3 separate regions of the Mus musculus genome follow, and all the other regions are linked to region 1. Evidence: chromatin contacts called from public Hi-C and promoter capture Hi-C data. All regions are on one chromosome and are shown on one strand. The core of a region is the stretch at or near the end of the contact, and the rest is flanking DNA. Distances in the headings are between cores, read along the strand shown.

The links. Promoter capture Hi-C pulls out the DNA fragments that hold promoters and counts their contacts. A called contact is a pair of places that touch in the nucleus more often than the background predicts.
Region 2: a contact with region 1 is called in a Hi-C map of liver, with 5 times the contacts expected there. The contact joins two enhancer-like sites. A contact is called at or near these places in 3 of 39 promoter capture datasets (the 3T3-L1 cell line, cranial neural crest and frontonasal cranial neural crest), 6 of 484 Hi-C or Micro-C datasets (embryonic stem cells, liver, nephron progenitors and 1 more) and 1 of 9 other capture datasets (adipose tissue).
Region 3: a promoter capture Hi-C map of liver shows a contact between it and region 1, with 2.6 times the contacts expected there. The contact joins two enhancer-like sites. A contact is called at or near these places in 3 of 39 promoter capture datasets (hippocampal neurons and liver), 2 of 484 Hi-C or Micro-C datasets (liver and nephron progenitors) and 2 of 9 other capture datasets (adipose tissue and liver).

Annotation. Positions count from the first base shown.
Region 1 is chr8:93,162,442-93,164,955 of GRCm38.p6, reverse strand. No RefSeq gene overlaps it. Among named protein-coding and RNA genes, the nearest start is that of Ces1c, 32 kb to the right of the region's middle. Within about 2 kb of position 1,260, at least 2 of the 459 cell types and tissues checked have an H3K27ac peak or open chromatin away from gene starts, as enhancers often do. A contact at or near this core is called in liver, where this site is marked.
Region 2 is chr8:93,398,600-93,401,113 of GRCm38.p6, reverse strand. No RefSeq gene overlaps it. Among named protein-coding and RNA genes, the nearest start is that of Ces1h, 20 kb to the right of the region's middle. Within about 2 kb of position 1,258, at least 6 of the 459 cell types and tissues checked have an H3K27ac peak or open chromatin away from gene starts, as enhancers often do. A contact at or near this core is called in liver, where this site is marked.
Region 3 is chr8:93,331,697-93,334,210 of GRCm38.p6, reverse strand. It overlaps Ces1g (carboxylesterase 1G), which reads left to right. Exons shown (of 14, transcript NM_021456.4): 3 at 479-623. Among named protein-coding and RNA genes, the nearest start is that of Ces1g, 4.3 kb to the left of the region's middle. Within about 2 kb of position 1,255, at least 25 of the 459 cell types and tissues checked have an H3K27ac peak or open chromatin away from gene starts, as enhancers often do. A contact at or near this core is called in liver, where this site is marked.

The sequences.
Region 1 (2,514 bases), core at 11-2,510:
CTGGGATAAATTTTTCTCTAGGAATGCATAAAGCACACCACTACTCCATTTCCATAAGGGAACTATACTCTGCCCACATGGGGGAATCTTTAGATACCAGATGAAGGCTTATTGCAGCCAAAGGAAAAAGTTGTAAAGTTCTGTAACCCATTGCATGAATAGAACAAATAGTACTGGACCTAAGTCATCATTATTGCTGCTGAGAAACAGGGTCAGCGAAAAGACTTCATCTTACCCACCCAGGGTTCTAAGATTAAGACAGGACAATGACTACGTAACCCACTCCTCATTAGCATTGAGTCAGTAGATGTCCTGTATCAACTAACAGAAGTCAGCTAATGGGTGTGCCAGTGTGGGAGAACTCTCTGGAGTCAAGAAAGCAAGAAAAAGCAATTTCAAAGGTGTGAGGCAGAATTAAAGTGTGCTATTTTATTTCAAATTTTATGTAGCTTATATTGTAGTGTGAAGTTACAGTGTGATGGTTCAAAGATGGGTACTGAAAGCTCAAGCCAACCATAAACGATGTTTCAACCTTTGATCATTGTCTTTCTGCATCTGCCTTATTTAGCTTCATTTGTTGTTCTCCAGTTCCATTTATCTATCTTTTTGTAAACACAAAATTTTATTCTCAAAAATGAAGAACAGTCCATATATACAATGTGTATATATACCACATTTTCATTATCCACTCTCATGGGGCCAGTCCAAGTGAACAAGTGAGCAAATCATTAAGGGATAAATGATTTGCTCCTAGGGAAAGGAGAGCAGGGCAGGCTGTATGTCCTGAAAACAACTTAGAGCATCTAGAAGGCAGGGGAATACTAGAACAACATCATTTGTAATGCTGTCATTGATATCAAATCAGATTAAATATTAGTGGTTAGTCATGATATGGGTCTAAAATGACAAGTGAGGGGATCTTCACTGGACTCTTCTAGCTGAGTGGCTACAGCCCAGCATCTTGGTAGGATGGTGTCAGTAGGGCTCCAGAAGAAGAAACACCACCTGTGTATACATTATGGAACAGCCACCACCAGCAAGTCCAACATTGCCAAGACTGTTGCTCATGCTGACCCCTCTGTGGCCATGTCAAAAGGACTAGTCAAGGACTTTAACTGATGAGTGGACAACACGATTATCTGGCAGGAAGAAGAAAAGACTACATCCAAGGCAGTGGAGTCATCCAAGATCATCCTGGGAGGATCCAGTGTCCACATGGACTGCAAATCCCATGTGCATGGTAACCCATGGAAATACCATGCCCTTTGAGCAACACCAGCCATTGAAGGACAAGATCTTGAGATCTCTGCTCATGGGTGGACTGGGCTCAGTTTCAATGGATTGGTACAATTTTCAAACAAGAGATCAGCAACCTTTTCAAATGGACAGAGTTCAACAAATAGTGATTCATGAACTTTGAGGTACAAAAGGGCATGTTCAATAAATGCCCACTCACCACTCACCCCCCTTTTTTAAACATAAAATTCTAGGAAGGAGCTCTTGTTATTTGCCACATCCACTCTAGTAAAAGGTGTGTGGCTGGCCCAAAACCTTGGATGCGGTCCTGAATCAAAATGTTTCAGAGAAACTTAGTCTCCTGGAGCCGTGGCATCCTATAGCATGAATGCTCCACATTTGTCCCAGGTTGAGGGGCCAACTGAGTCCAGTCTGCAGCAGTTATTCCTTCTCACTCTGTGACTCCTATCAAATGATTGTCAAGGTACAATTACCATCCTGATGTCCATACAGATTTGTAGATTCTTTTATGAAAATTTGATTCATCTATGAATATATGAACCAGGGTAGGAATTCTTATAAGAAAAAAAAAATCACCCTGTGAAATTCACCATGCTGGCTCCACTTGGTTCAGTATTAATGATTGTGATGATGAACAATAAAATTATTACAGGTACATATAGCCTCTGATAATTGCCTTCAAGAATGGCTGGAGGATGCTATCGTTGTAGGATTTGGGGAATGGAGCCAGGTAGATGCTAGACAACCTAACCTAATTCTAATCAGGAAAACCAAGTCAGTGTTTTAATCCAGCAGACATGGTGAAAGATCATAACCAGGCATATTATACCAGCTCCTCAACATAGACTCAGTCATATCAAGTACAACCCCATGGAAGCAGAAATTCTACAGAAGGCCCAGAGAGATGCTTTTTCCAGAGGCAATCTCAACAAAGTAATCTTCCAGGTTAAAAAGAGGCTTCTGGACCCCTTTGGCCTGCTTAAAAAGGATGTCCAGAGATGTCTCTGGGCAGCTAGCATTTGCCTCTTTCACCCCCAATAAGGCTTCACAGGAGTTAGTAATGAGGAATGATAAGGTCAGTAACCATATGTTGACCAACCTAGATCCCCTTCATTTGGTTGTAGTGTTCAACAGTAAGCAACTGCAAACCCAGCAAATTTGGGATCTATTACTATGTCTATAGGATCTCTTACACCAGGAAGAGGTGTTCACATAAGTGACAATAACCAGGAATGATCCTTAGGGTAGGGTCAGTGC
Region 2 (2,514 bases), core at 9-2,508, 240 kb before region 1:
TACTTTACTCGGGATGGTATCCTCCAGATCCATCCATTTGCCTAAGTATTTCATAAATTCATTGTTTTTAAGAGTTGAGAAGTACTCCATTGTGTAATGTACCACATTTTCTGTGTCCATGGAAGGAGTTACAAAGTATGGAGCAGAGACTGAAGGAGTGATTATTCAGAGACTGCCCCACTTGGGGATCCTTCCCATTATACAATCACCAAACCCAGACACTTTTGTGGATGCCAACAAGTGCTTGCTGACAGAAGCCTGTTATAGCTGTCTCCTGAGAGGCTCTACCAGTGCCTGACAAATACAAAAGTGGATGCTCACAGTCATCCATTGGACTGAGCACAGGGTCCCCAATGCAGGAGCTAGAGAAAGGACCCAAGGAGCTGAAGGGGTTTGCACCCCCTTAGGAGAAACAACAATATAAACTAACCAGTACTCCCAGAGCTCTCAGGGACTAAACCATCAACCAAAGAAAACACATGGTGGGACTCATGGCTCCAGGTGCATATGTAGCAGAGGATGGCCTTGTTGGTCATCAGTGGGAGGAGAGGCCCTTGGTCCTGTGAAGGCTCTATGCCCCAGTGTAGGGGAATGCCATGGCCAGGAAATAGGAGTGGGTGGGTTGGTGAACAGGGGGAGAGGGGAAAGGGTAGGGGATTTTCAGAGGAAAACCAGGAAAGGGGATATTTGAAATGTAAGTAAAAAATATCTAATAAAAAAATAAAAAAGACCCCCCTATTTCCCCCCCCCCCCAAAAATTGATGACTTTGCCACTGAACCACTGGTTGTCCTTTTAGTGTCTGCCTGTCTCCTTGAGTGATTTGTAGTTTGAAGGCAGAAGTTAAGAACTCATCTTGTGACCCTGGGCCTAGCTCAATTCTGATTTCCTTTACCATGCCTGTGACACCAGGGCTGTGGTCTAGTCCTCTGCCCTCCTCTTGATCTGCAAGAGCCTTTTCCTTGACCTCGGGTATTCAGATGTTGTTGATGCTACCATTGTTGACAGTGTGTACTCAGATTTGGACCTGAGCTCCTCCAGAAAGTCAGGCTGGGGGTGGTGTCCCTCCCCCCTTTAGTTAGTTAGTTTGTTTGGTTTTTGAGGTTCATTCCCCATCTCATGGGTTTCATAATGTTTCTCCTCTGAGCACCTCTTTTCACTTTTGGCCGGCAAGTGTTTTGCTCTTATGACAACACAGGCAGTTTGTTTTGGCTGGGGCTGAGTTGCTTCATTCAATTCATCTGCCGTTCCATGCAGCCTCCTTTCATGTTCTTTGTGGTGTCCTCAGGGCTAGTGAGAGTGCTGTGAGGGCCAGAGTGCACAGGATCACCAGGCTGAAAGTGTTCTCACAACCTTCAGTACTTTTGGTTGTGGTGTTTCTGAGCACCTTCCTCTATGTGACAGTAGGGTGCTTGTGAACCTCTCCACCATGCACAACACTTCACCTCAGTTACAGCCTCGTCCTGAGGGCCTTTGGCACTCTTACTGTTCTACCTGTAATCAACCTTCATCCTGGGATTTCCATATCTGACTCTTGTCAGGCTTTTCAGGCGTAGGCTCTATTTCACCCTGCAACCTGTTATTTCCTCTTTGACCTTTAGCTGGATACTCACAGCCCATGGTGTGTCATGCTGCTGGTGAAATGACCAGGTAGATGGTCTATTTGGATTACATTCAATTAGGTACCTGCTATCTGCTGTGGTATAGTCTTTAGATGTCTGAATCAAAGAACATGACAGCAGGACTCTCGTTGGATGCTCCTGGGTTGTTGTCCTCTCGATGGGTGAAGGATCACCTAATCCACATGGAGGTGTTTTATACACACTGGATATGTTGATCCAACCTCAGGCACTGGTGGAGAAGAGCTCAGATTTCCTTTTTCCCAATGGAGGTCACCTTTGACATTGCGGTCAGGCAGAATATGAAGGTAGATGGACATGACAGCTTCAAGGAGTACTTTGCTCTTAGTAAATGGCTCAATCTAATCATGTGTGCAAGGAGACAGTTCACCAGTCTACCTATATAAAAACTCCATGGAGTTCAGCCACTGTCATTTATGTTGGGGCTAAAGTGAGATTCCAGGACACAGTGAACTTCTGTAGACCCTGAAATTGTGGAAATATCACTGGTCTTCATAGCCAGTTGCCCCAAGACAGCAGACTTTGGCAGTGCATGCAGGGCACTGGAAGCAAGACTGTTGCATGCCTTGGCTGTTGCCCTGACTATGAAGTTCTAGGTTCCATTGCTGGTTGTGATGCAGTTTGAGAGAAGAATCATGATAACATCTTATGCTTAGTGGAGACCCTGACCACCATCATCTAGTTTAAGGGGCTTAAAGGTCCTTTCCATCTCCTAAGTTCCTGTTGGTTTGTGGTTCTAGAGGTTGAAGCAAACCCAAAGTCAACAAGGAGGGAAGAAATATTCGGAGAAACAGTAGACTCATTACATTTCTTTCTTTTCCCTGAAACAAAGTCTAGGAGAGAGATTTGAATCCTTGGCAGGATTTGTACACATGT
Region 3 (2,514 bases), core at 6-2,505, 170 kb before region 1:
GCTCCCTTATAAAGCACAATTCCTGACCTGTGCAGTGTATGTGTTTGTTGTTAGAGATTGTGCCATTGGTTGAATGAAAATATCTCAACGATAAGGACATGTTCTTCTGATGGAGTACCACATCAGTCTATCGCCCATAATAGAAAGCTCAGCAGAGGCTTGGACACAACATCTATCCTGGCCATGAAGAGAATGCTGTATTGAAGGACAGGCCAGCATCTGAGTTCTTCTCTCCTGGGCTTAGGGTATCCAAAAACTCTGGGAAGGAGAAAGACACCAAGCCCTTCTCTCTCTCTGCAGAGTTAGAAGGCATTAGAGAAGTCAAAGTTTCCCCCAGGAAACACATAGACCTCCCCACCACCCCTTACACACCGATACTAACTGCATGACCAAGTTCAAACCTGGTGCAAGGTTGAGCGGCAGACAGCATGCCCTACTTCCATCTGGTGGAAACTCAGGCGTTCTTTCTCCTTCCCAGGTGCTACCAAAACCCAGAGGCAGCATTGAGGCTCGCTGAGCTCTTCACCAACCAAAGGAAGATCATTCCCCACAAATTTTCTGAGGACTGTCTCTACCTCAACATTTATACTCCTGCTGACTTAACACAGAACAGCAGGTTGCCCGTAAGCATGGGGATCACTGGTCTAGACTTGTGGGTACTAGCATCTATAGCCTGTGCGCCACTGGAAAGGGACAAAGGCAGCTAGGGGCAGTGTCTTCACAGTCCAGGACTTAAGTAGGGGTCCAAGGCCTGTTAACCACCAAATAAGAGACCCTTTTTGGCCTGTGAGTCCCAGTGTATTAGACTCTTGGTGGAGACCGCCCTGATTCTGAGAAACAAATCGTAACCTTCCAAACTCTTATATTAACAATGACAGTAACCTCAAGTTTTAGTTTCTGGAGTGACAACCTGATTCCAGAGTAGCTAAGAAATAATTTCAACAAACTTAAGCTGAAAACACACACACACTCACACACACACACACACACACACACACACACACACACACACACACACACTCACGCACGCACGAGTGCATGTACACACTCAGAAATGATACATTCTACATGATAGTTTACATAAGTAGAAACTGAGGCTCTGGTGAGGGAAACTAGGACACACAGTGAGTAGGCAGGGCAATAGCATGGGTCTTTTAATATTTAAACCTGTGCTCTTTGATAAGGACTAGCAAAGGTAGCTGGAGTATCACCTTTCTACCCACAGTAACAGCGATAACTTTCATTGGCCTGAGACAAAGTTCTGAGGGGAGGAGCCTGTGGGAAATGAGAAGTGCTCTCCTTTGCCTTTTGTCAACAAGGCTGGATTTTACTGTGGGTCATTGCTATCAGTAACTGCCTCTGGCACAGGCTGATGCTGCAATGAATCAGCATTTCCACATAAACAAAGTGGTTTGGAAAGGGGCTTTTGGAAAGAACCAATCCCTGGGGTGTAGCAAGTCAAATGCCAAAACCCTGCCAGTCTCCATGGACAGGAGTAGGGAGAAGAGAGTTTGAACTTGGACTATTATTAGGGCCCACACATACTTTCCAATGTACAGGAAACGTGGGGACAAATGTTCATTCACTCAAACTCTGATTTCTTCATTCATTTCTTGTGTACACAGTGCCCCAAGCACAGCCATATTTCTGGTCAAGGAAAGCAAGGACATAAGCCACTGTCACACAGCCCTCCATGTCTTTAAGGACCTTGATATCATCAGCCTAGACTTACAAACTGCTCAGGTCGGGGAGGTCATTTCTCACCCTCACTGGCCATTGTCTCCAGCTTCCATAAGATGACCTTGGTTTAGTTGCTACTGGAGGTGGCATAGAACCTGCTTGTGTGGGCAAGGGTGCAGGGATTCTGGGAACCTTCAAGCAGGAGACCATCAATTTATGGACAGAGATCCAAGAGCCACAGGGACTGGGGTTAAATTCTGCCTCTGCTGTCATCTCTTGTTCCAATTACTGATTTACTGTGTCATGACCATAGGCAGCAGGGATTAGGAGCTCAGTGAACAATGCTGGAGCTACGTAGCTCAGTCAAGCCATAGGGTCTGGTGAAACCACACTACCACATTACATCCCAGGTGGCAAAGTGTCTTTGTTTTTTCACGATGCAGTGGGCATTATTCTTATTTCCATACGGTGGCCATTTCTTTGCCTTATTGCACTTCTTAGTTCACAGTATGCATTATGACTTCTGTTAAACAAATAGGATTTTGTAAACTCTCATTTCTTTTCTGCTCAATATGTACTTTCTCTCTCTCTCTCTCTCTCTCTCTCTCTCTCTCTCTCTCTCTCTCTCTCTCACACACACACACACACACACACACACTGCAAATTTTTGCATCCTTTCACCTTCAAGTTTTAGCAGTCTTTGGTACATAATGAGCCCTCAAATAATGTTACCCAAAGTAATAAAGACATCATGGAGAAAACAGAAGCAAGCTGGACTTAGCAGGGTGGGAGGAGTAAGGTGTGCTGAGGGAGCACTGTAGAAGTGGGTACCAT